Regions from separate parts of the Mus musculus genome. Here region 2 is linked to region 1. The links are chromatin contacts, called in public promoter capture Hi-C maps. All regions are on one chromosome and are shown on one strand. Each heading gives the region's core, a stretch centred on a gene start, on an enhancer-like site or on the middle of the called end of the contact. The rest is flanking DNA. Distances are from core to core; before and after follow the strand shown. Region 1 holds the start of Wdsub1 (WD repeat, SAM and U-box domain containing 1). Region 2 holds the start of Psmd14 (proteasome (prosome, macropain) 26S subunit, non-ATPase, 14).

Region 1 (4,469 bases), core at 1,874-4,373:
GCTGGGAATCAAACCCAGGTCCTCTGGAAGAGCAGCCAGTGCTCCTAGCCGTTCTCTCTGGCCTCACGCCACACACATTCTATTAGTTCCCTGCCATCCCCTGAGCTTTCTGCTCTTACTGAGTCCTTTCTAATTTCATGACCCACATATCCCCACCCCCGACACAATTATGAGAATTTTCAAATCCTCAGTTTTGTGTGTCTAGCTTGGAATATACGTGGAAGCCAGGACTCTGGACAAGGGCACTGGGAACAGGGAGTCTTTAAAGAGCAGAGTCTCAAGGGCTGCTCCATATACAGAGTACAGATGTTCGGGTACTGGGGCAGAAAGACTTAGTCTGGGAGGGTGAAAGAGATGAGGTGAAAGAGAGTGTGAACCAAAATGAAGGGTTCCAAGAGTCATGGAAACCCCGTTGAAAAATATAAAAGTTCTGAAGGTAGATAACTTACAAGACTAGCTAATACTGCCCTAGACACATGCCTGGTGGGACTTCACCTATTTGTGTTACGTTTCTGTTGTGGCGAAGACACTATGACCAGGAAAACTTATAAAAGACTTTATTGTGGCTGGTGACTCCAGGGGATCAGAATCTGTCATCTTGCTGGGGGATATGGCGGTAGGCAAGAAGACCACTGGAGCCACTGGAGCAGTCGATGAGCACTTCTATCTGATCACAGGCAGGAAGCAGAGAGAGCACTAACTGGAAATGACAAACCTCAAAGCCCAACAAGGCCTCCAACAAGGACACATCCCCTAATCCTTATCAAACAGTCCCACCAACTGGGGACCAAGCATTCAAACAGACGAACCTAAGAGAGCCATTCTTGTTCAAACCATTACACTTCCATGGGAATTGTTGGTCGGAGAAGCCCCAGAAGCTCGCCCCTCCCCTCAAACAGCACAGGCTCTTGCCAAGCCTTGGTTGTCCACCAGAACTAGATGACAAAGCTCTACTGCTGGAAGGTTCCACATCTCTTGGTTCCAAGATACAAAGAAATCAAGCTGCAAGCGACCTGGAAACCTCCTCCATGCTGGCTAGCTGTTAATGCCATTGGTGCTATGGAGGCTGATGGAGAAAAAAGACAAATCTTAACTAGCCGAAACTCTATGAACTATAATCACAACCTGGCAGGCAAGATGTAGCCACCATTGTAATAGTGGCACAACTCTTAGGGAGACAACCAATCCTTCTCTGACTGGATTTGTGGGCAGATGGGAATCAATGCCCAGTACTGAAAAACCTGTCTATCGCCTATGCCTAGAGAGGTCCTGGGGAAACTTATTACTGTTGTTCAGCTTAATTGACGAAGAGTCAAACTGTCCTTCTAAGTATCTGTGCTTATAAGCACAGCCAAATAAATGCTGCTCTCAGCCCCAGAGAGACCTCTCTTTGCCATCGATGGTGAATGCAGAGTCTCATGGAATGCAGTATAGATACTGAGGCTAAGGAAAGCTGAGGAATCAGCCTGAAATAAGATGTTTATAGCATCCCTTCTAAGGCTTAGGAACAACTGTAAGACAGGGAACCAAAAGACTTCAAAGGCAGCGGACAGAGGAAGTGCTCTGAAATCCCACTCATTAGATATAGCCACTGCAATCATACATGCCCAGCAACCTTGTTACTGTGCTGAGCTCGCACAAGGTTGGCGCTGTCAAGACAGGGATCAGGGAAGTGGCTCGTGAGGCACCGCTTCTTACTTCTGAACTATTGGCCAATGGTAGATTCTGGGAGAGGGGGGCATTGTGTTCAGGTATCCAAGGCTGACCAGCATTTGTGTGAGTCTGGCTTATTTCACTTAGCAGGGTCATTTCTAGTTCCAACATTTTCCCACAAATATCATGATTTCATTTTTCTTTGTGGCAAAGTAAAATTCTATTGTGTATATGTACCGATTTTAAAAATCCATTTGTATCAGTTTAAAAAAATCCAACTGGCAACAGTCATCTAGATCAGTTCCATTTCTTGTGGTATGCAGCCTTGTACCGCACACAGTGCATGTATCTCTGTGGTAGGACTTAGATCTTTGGCTACATAAGATGTTGTACAGGCAGGTCGAATGTCAGTCTTCTGAGAATGCTTCATACTGATTCCTGCAGCGGCAGCCCCTGTGTGCATTCCCACCGCCAGTGACCACAAAGAAGTAGGCACCCTGTCCATATTGCTTATCTCTGCAACCACAGCATGCAAGGCAGTGCTAGGTACCTAACGTGCTCAAATGAAACTCCGTTCCAAATATAGTTGAGTTTGCTTTTAAATGTTACATATGAAATCTAGCATGGAATGATTTAGAAAGTAAAGCTTCCAAAACAAAAATCTAACTGTGGAAAAACAGTATAATTAAAAATTAGTGCCGGGCATCCTGGCCTGAGCCTGTAACACCAACACTAGGGAGGCAGAGGCAGGACGAGGATCAGGGGTTCAAGATCACCTTCAGCTAAACAAGGAGGTAAAGCCTACCTAACTAGTCTCAGAAAACCAACAAACGAGTAACAATCGCGGCTGAAACCATCCCTAAGAAACAGACGTGACCTCGACTTGTAAAATGGATAATCTCTTGTCTTCATCTAGTTTACGGAAATCTCTACAAATAAATAAGTAAATGTTTTCATTTTCATCTTCTTCCCAAAGTTCAGCAGCCTTCCCTCCAGGTCTCTCATAGCCTCACAAAACAAAACAAGCAGAAACACTCCAACAGGTTCTCGGAAAACAAGCTCAGATGGAGCTTTCTGGAGCCGGTCCAAATCCCCGGAGTGCCAATGCAGCGAGAGACTTTCCGAACCGGCTCCCGCTCTCTCTCTCTCGGCGCACAAGAGGCCGGGCGAGCCAGCAGGCCAGTGGGGTGTGCGTGACCGCAGCCCACCCGGTGGCCCGGTCCTGCCCCCGCCCCAACGCCACCTGGCGTGCAGCCCACACTCACTTCCCTCGCACCCGGACTGAGAGTCCCGCCTCCGGGCGGCTCCTCCCCTGCGCGGCTCCGGGGTCGAGGTCACGCACCTCCGGGTTCTGAGGTCACCAAGTCTGCACTGCCCCGGGCTCGGCCCCGGGCTGGGCCCCGAGCTGGGCTGCTGGGCTGGGCTGCTCACTAGGCAGAGCCCGACTCACTGGGTCACGTGTTACCTAACTGAGGTGGGCGTGGCTGCGGCGCAGGGAGAGCCGCGCAAGCCCCACCCCGCGCCCATGCCCGCGCATGCGTGCCCGCGGCAGCTCCGGTAGGCCGGTTCCCTGTGGGCTTTGGCTGTGGTAATTTACCTGGAAGTTGGTTTTTTTTCTTGTTTGTTTTGGGTTTTGTTTTGCTTAATGGTCCAAATGGGACTATATCATACTGCCGAATGGTAGTTTAACTTTTTTGCTCACAGAAAAAAAAAAGTTAGATTAAGCTCCTTCGTACTTAGATCTCTATCCACACTTCTGAACCTCAACTAGAGCTAAATAGAAATGGAACTACTGGGTGTATGAGCCTAAAGAATTTTCAGACTTACGTTACATACCAAGTACCCAGTGGCTCTGGGTTGTTTGTACTTGGCATGGTTTGTACTCTGAATGATATATGTAGAGTGGTGCCTGTCTCTCCACATTCTTGCCAGACTTGAGTGTTATCTTTTTCTATCTCCATAGTGACTGGAGCCCTGGTGAATGTGTATTTTGTTTGATATGGGCATAGCCGTATCAAGGAGCCCAGTGCCTTAGAGCCATGGGACTGGAAAAGCCACCCCTCCTGTCTGACGTTCTAACGTTAACGGGGTGTGCAGAAATGTCCTCTCTAGCTTTGTCCTCCTGGATGTTTACCGCCTGAAGACTGGTCCCCCACAGAGACTGCTCCTAGTGATGAGCTAAGCCTGTCTCCTTGTTCAGCTGTATACTATAAACCCTGCCATCTTAATTCAGCTATATGTTGAACTGTAACCCCTCTCTGTGTCCAACTGTATGTATTAAACAGGCTGGGTTCCCAGGGTTCTGCAGCCTTTTCCATGAGAGAGCCCAGACCATGTCATCCCAGATTCTGTGGATGTGTGTCTGTCACGCCTTCTTTCCTTTGAGGCCCGTTGCAAGGATGCAGCACATCTCCATCAATTTGACTGGCTATTATCTTAGTAAAATCTGTGAAATCTATGAAAGAAACCTAGGTGATAGTTAATAGTGTCAATGTGTCCAGAGCTAGAATCACCATGGAAACAAAGTTCTGGACATGGCTGTGAGGGATTTTTTTGATTAGGCTAATGAGGTGGAAAGGTCCACCCTAACTGTGGTGGTACCATCCCACTCGGTGACTTGGGCTGAAGAAAAAGGAGCACCAGTGTTTATCTCTTTCTTGACTTGGATGCAATGTGACCAGTTTCCCCAGGCAGTGCTGCCCATGTTCCCTGTCACGATGCTCTTTATCCTCTGGAACTGTGAGCCAAAGTGAACCACCCTTTCCCCAAGTTGCTCTTGCTGTGTGTTTTATCACAGCAATTAGACAAGGGACTAG
Region 2 (4,512 bases), core at 1,010-3,509, 1.8 Mb after region 1:
AGACTCTCCGTGAGACAATGCACAGGGAATAGGAGTATGTGGAGTGTTCAGCTTCAATCATACATCATATCTCATCCCTTCTTCCAAGGCCCAGGGCTCTTTTCAGAAGATTAGATGGAGAGATTGCCAGAAGCAGAGGTGGTGGATCAAAGAAACTGTTTTTTAGACATTGGGCGGATGCACAATAAACTCATAGTAATGTGACAACATGCATAAGAAGTAAGCAAACTCAAGCCAGACAAAACTCCAGCATAGTGGTGGGAAGGTAGGTACCAGATCCTACCACTAGCAAAGGGAAGGGAGAGGAAGAGACAGCTTTTAATTATGTAACCCCAGGCAGGTCAACCACATTTCCTGTTAGTTGTTAGTTGGGCAACACAAACTAGACTAGATAGGGAGGAGTGGTTCCAGGTTGGGTGCGAAGAGAGGGAAGGTTTGAGAGAGGGGTTATAGAATGAGCTGGGAAGTGAATATGTTTAACGTTTATTAATTCTTTGAGAATTAATACAAATAATGTTTTAAAATGTGGATGTTTATGTATGTGTGTGAGGGTACGGTGCTCTTGAGAGAAAAGGTCACTGAATCCTCTGGAGATGAAGTTACAAGCAGTTTGCCGCCCACTGTGGTTGCTGGAAAATGAACTTGGGTCTTCTGGAAGAGCAGCAAAAGTGAAAGTGATTAGTAGCTGAGCCACCTCTCCAGGCCCAGTAAGACTTAACCACTGTCTTATTAGGGTTTTACTGCTGTGAACAGACACCATGACCAAGACAACTCTTATAAGGACAACATTTAATTGGGGCTGGCTTATAGGTCCATTATCATCAAGATGGGCAGCATCTTGATGATATCAACATAGCAGCATCCAGGCAGGCATGATGGTACAGGAAGAGTTGAGAATTCTACATCTTCATCTGAAGGCTGCTAGCAGAATACTGTCTTCCAGGCAGCTAGGATAAGGGTGTCAAAGCCCACACCCACAGTAACACACCTACACCAACAAGGCCACACCTACTCCAACAGGGCCACACTTTTTAAATAGTGCCACTCCCTGGGGCAAGCATATACAAACCATCATAACCATATTCTTGTAATAGCCATATTCCTTTTGAGTTTTACTAAAGGGGAATGATTCTGTAATCCATTCTCTTCTACCATTCAGTAGTTCCATGGTGATTTTTGAGTCAGGAATGCTTTTAAAAAAAATTAGGGCTGGTGAGATGGCTCAGTGGGTAAGAGCACCTGACTGCTCTTCTGAAGGTCCGGAGTTCAAATTCCAGCAACCACATGGCGGCTCACAACCATCCATAACAAGATCTGACTCCCTCTTCTGGAGTGTCTGAAGACAGCTACAGTGTACTTACATATAATAAATAAATAAATAAATAAATAAATAAATAAATAAATAAATCTAAAAAAAAAAAAAAAAGAAACGCTTTAAAGATGCATTTTAACATATTTGAGAAAGTGGGAGTAATCCATAAACATGGTGAGTGACCTAAACGGCGTCCCAGGATGTGATAGAAACTTGCCAAAGTTAATTTGAGTAACTTTGTTTTGAAAATCTAACACAAAGATAAAAGGCCGTTATCGTTTAATTATGTAGAGAAGTAGTTTTTTTTCAATACGTATTGAAACAGCTGAAAATAAGAGGCAGGAACACTGGAAAAACGTCAAATTTCCTTGAGGTTCCCCCCCCCCCCCCCCCCACACACACACAGGGTTTCTCTGTGTAGCCCTGGCTGTTCTGGAACTCACTTTGTAGACCAGGTTGGCCTCGAACTCAGAAATCCGCCTGCCTCTGCCTCCCAAGTGCTGGGATTAAAGGCGTGCACCACCACCGCCCGGCCTATAACCCCTTTTTTAGGCAGTGAAGGCAAGAAGAGGTAAACTTGTATGCGGAAAGAGCCTGTATATTTCTAACCATCTCCCTATCCCCCACCCCTTTAATTTTTGCTTTTCAAGTGACCAAGAAAACCTTAATTCAACCTTTTACATTTTGAGGAAGGCCACAAAGGCGAAGGACAGAACCAAGCCAAGTCTAGCCTCCACAAGGCTGATAACTCCAAAATTCCCAAAGCATGGAGACCTCAGTGAAGCAGGATTGGCACTGTGAAAAAAACCAGGAGGGCGGAGCAGCTCGCCTGACTTCCGCCTCGCGGGGACCGGGACCAGGCGGCCTGCGCGTGCGCTGTGTGCTCCTCCGCCCCCAGCCGGCTCCGCCCCCCCCCCCCCCCCCCCCGCCGGCTCCACTCCCCGGCGGACTCCAATTGGCGGTAGAAGAAAGGAAGCCGAAGGAAGCCGGGAACCCGGAAGTACTTCTCTGCAGAGGCCTGGGCGACTCTTTTGAATGGAATCGGGCTGATTCATCGCCTGTTCTCCGAGCCAGGTCCTTGTTGAGTGTGAGGCGCTGCCCTCGCCGCCGCGTCGCCACAAGGCCAGGTAGGATGCAGACCGCGAGCTCTCTTCAGGCGGCCTCAGCCGAGCCCCGAGGCGGGCCTGGGACGTCCGGGAGCCTGCCTCGCTAGGCCGCCTTCAAGCCTTGGGCTTTCCTGAGTCACGTTGCCCAGCCAGGTTGCCGGTGGAGTCCGGGGCCTGATGGGATTGCGGACCCCTTGGTCCTTTCTTCCCTCACCTCCGGGTGTCCGGCAGGGTTAGGGCTGGATGTCATCTCCTTGCAAACGTTTCTGCTTCCCTCTAGCTTGGGAACCTTTAACCCATCAACTGGCAGAACCCTGTTTATGATCTACGTGTGTTCGTCTTTAGATCTTCCTGTGTTGAAAAACTTCCAGTCCAGGGAAGAAAAGGAGCGAGGATGTTCGCTTAATCGTTTGTCCTGCTAGCTTTAAAAACCTTCAGAGAGGCATGCTTTTAATCCTGAATGTTTTTAGAATAAAGTTGGGTTATTCCTGCTATGCCATTACTTCTTGTACTGCTCCACTTGAGTACTGGTCTGTGAATGGTTACATGTCCATTTTTGAGTAAAGTAGAAATCAACTACCGCTGCTGCGGGTTATTAGAACTCAGTTTTCCCGTGGGTCGATCGAACTCAGTGTCTGCCAAAGAATGATGCCCGCATTTCAAAAGAGTCTTAAGAAATTTGGGAACGCTTTGTTTACTTATTAATTTGGAGATAGGTTCTTACTCAGTATATCTGCTTGGTCTAAAACTAATTATGTACACCAGGCTGGCCTTAAATTAATATAATCCTGCCTCAGTTTACCAAGTGTTGAAGTTAAAGGCATGTAATTCCACTTTAGCACGGAGTGAAAAAAAAGTTAAAATGGCAACCAAGTTCCACGTCATGGCTGTGGTAGTTTGTAATTGGCCCCAATAGGCCCATAAGGGAGTGGCACTATTAGGCAGTGTGGCTTTGCTGGAGGAAGTGTGTCACTGTTGGGGTGGGCTTTGAGGTGTCATAAGCTCAAGTGTGGCACACAGTCTTCTGCTGCCTGTGGATCAAGATGTAAAACTCTGAGGTACCATGTCTACCTGCATGCCACCATGCTTCTCACCATGATGAAAATGAACCTGTAAGCTAGCCCCAATGAAATGTTTTCTACAAGAGGTGCTGTGGTCATAGTGTCTCTTCACAGCAATAGAATCTTCAAGACAGTGGTAAACACTTCTAATGCCAGAATTCAGGAGGCAGAGGCAGGCTGATCTCTGAGTTGAAGACCAGCCTAGTCTACAAAAACGAGTTCTGAGCCAGTTAGGGCTATACAGTGAGATCCTGTCTCACAAAAACAACAACAACAACAAAAATAATATGAAAGCGCTAGTAAAGATCTAATTTATAGAAAAGGCCTTAAATGTTAGCAAAGAAATACAGTTCTCATGTGAACACTCGCAGTACTAGGGAGGAAAAGGTGGGGAGAATCTTCTGCTGTTTGAGGCCGGCCTGGTCTGTGTAACCGATTATAGGTCAGGCTGCTGCTGGTTCTGCTTTTCTGTTTGTTTTTGAGATGGCTTCTCCCTACACAGCCCAGGCTAACCACTGCCTGATGGGATCTTCCTGCTTTAGCCTCCACAGTGTAGTGTTGGAATTACAGGTATGTGCATCAGTACCCAGCCTAAAAATTGGTTGTACTGCTGCAAACATAATGTAAGTAAAGCAACAAGACAAGCACTTAACGTTGAAGTTGGAAACTGGACAGATTGTCAATGTGGATAATTAATATAATGGTGCCCGTCTTGCCATGTTACCTCAATCAATGGTTTGTTTTTTAATGTTTAAATTCTATTGCTTAGGGCCTTGAGAGAGTTCCTGCAGAGTACCTGGGTTCTATTCCCAGCACCCATATCCAGTGACTCACAATGGATTGTAACTCCAGCTCTGCAGATGTCCTGGGGTACCTGTACTGATGTGTAGATACCCTCCCCCCACACAATTAAAACAATACAAATAAATTGTATGTCTTAAAGTGCATAGGTTGTATATGTAGACATAATTAAGATAAACAGTGGCTCATCATTAACTATAGTGAATGTGTTTTGGTAAAGAACTGAAAGTTG

Evidence for each region. Capture Hi-C pulls out chosen DNA fragments and counts their contacts.
Region 2: a promoter capture Hi-C map of liver shows a contact between it and region 1, with 3 times the contacts expected there. The contact joins the promoter of Psmd14 here to the promoter of Wdsub1 in region 1. A contact is called at or near these places in 1 of 39 promoter capture datasets (pre-B cells) and 2 of 9 other capture datasets (adipose tissue and liver).

Annotation. Positions count from the first base shown.
Region 1 is chr2:59,879,483-59,883,951 of GRCm38.p6, forward strand. Wdsub1 (WD repeat, SAM and U-box domain containing 1) reads right to left here and starts at 3,124. Exons shown (of 11, transcript NM_001379396.1): 1 at 2,996-3,124. Gm52554 (a long non-coding RNA gene) reads left to right here and starts at 3,197. Exons shown (of 3, transcript XR_003954039.1): 1 at 3,197-3,210.
Region 2 is chr2:61,709,435-61,713,946 of GRCm38.p6, forward strand. Psmd14 (proteasome (prosome, macropain) 26S subunit, non-ATPase, 14) reads left to right here and starts at 2,260. Exons shown (of 12, transcript NM_021526.2): 1 at 2,260-2,439.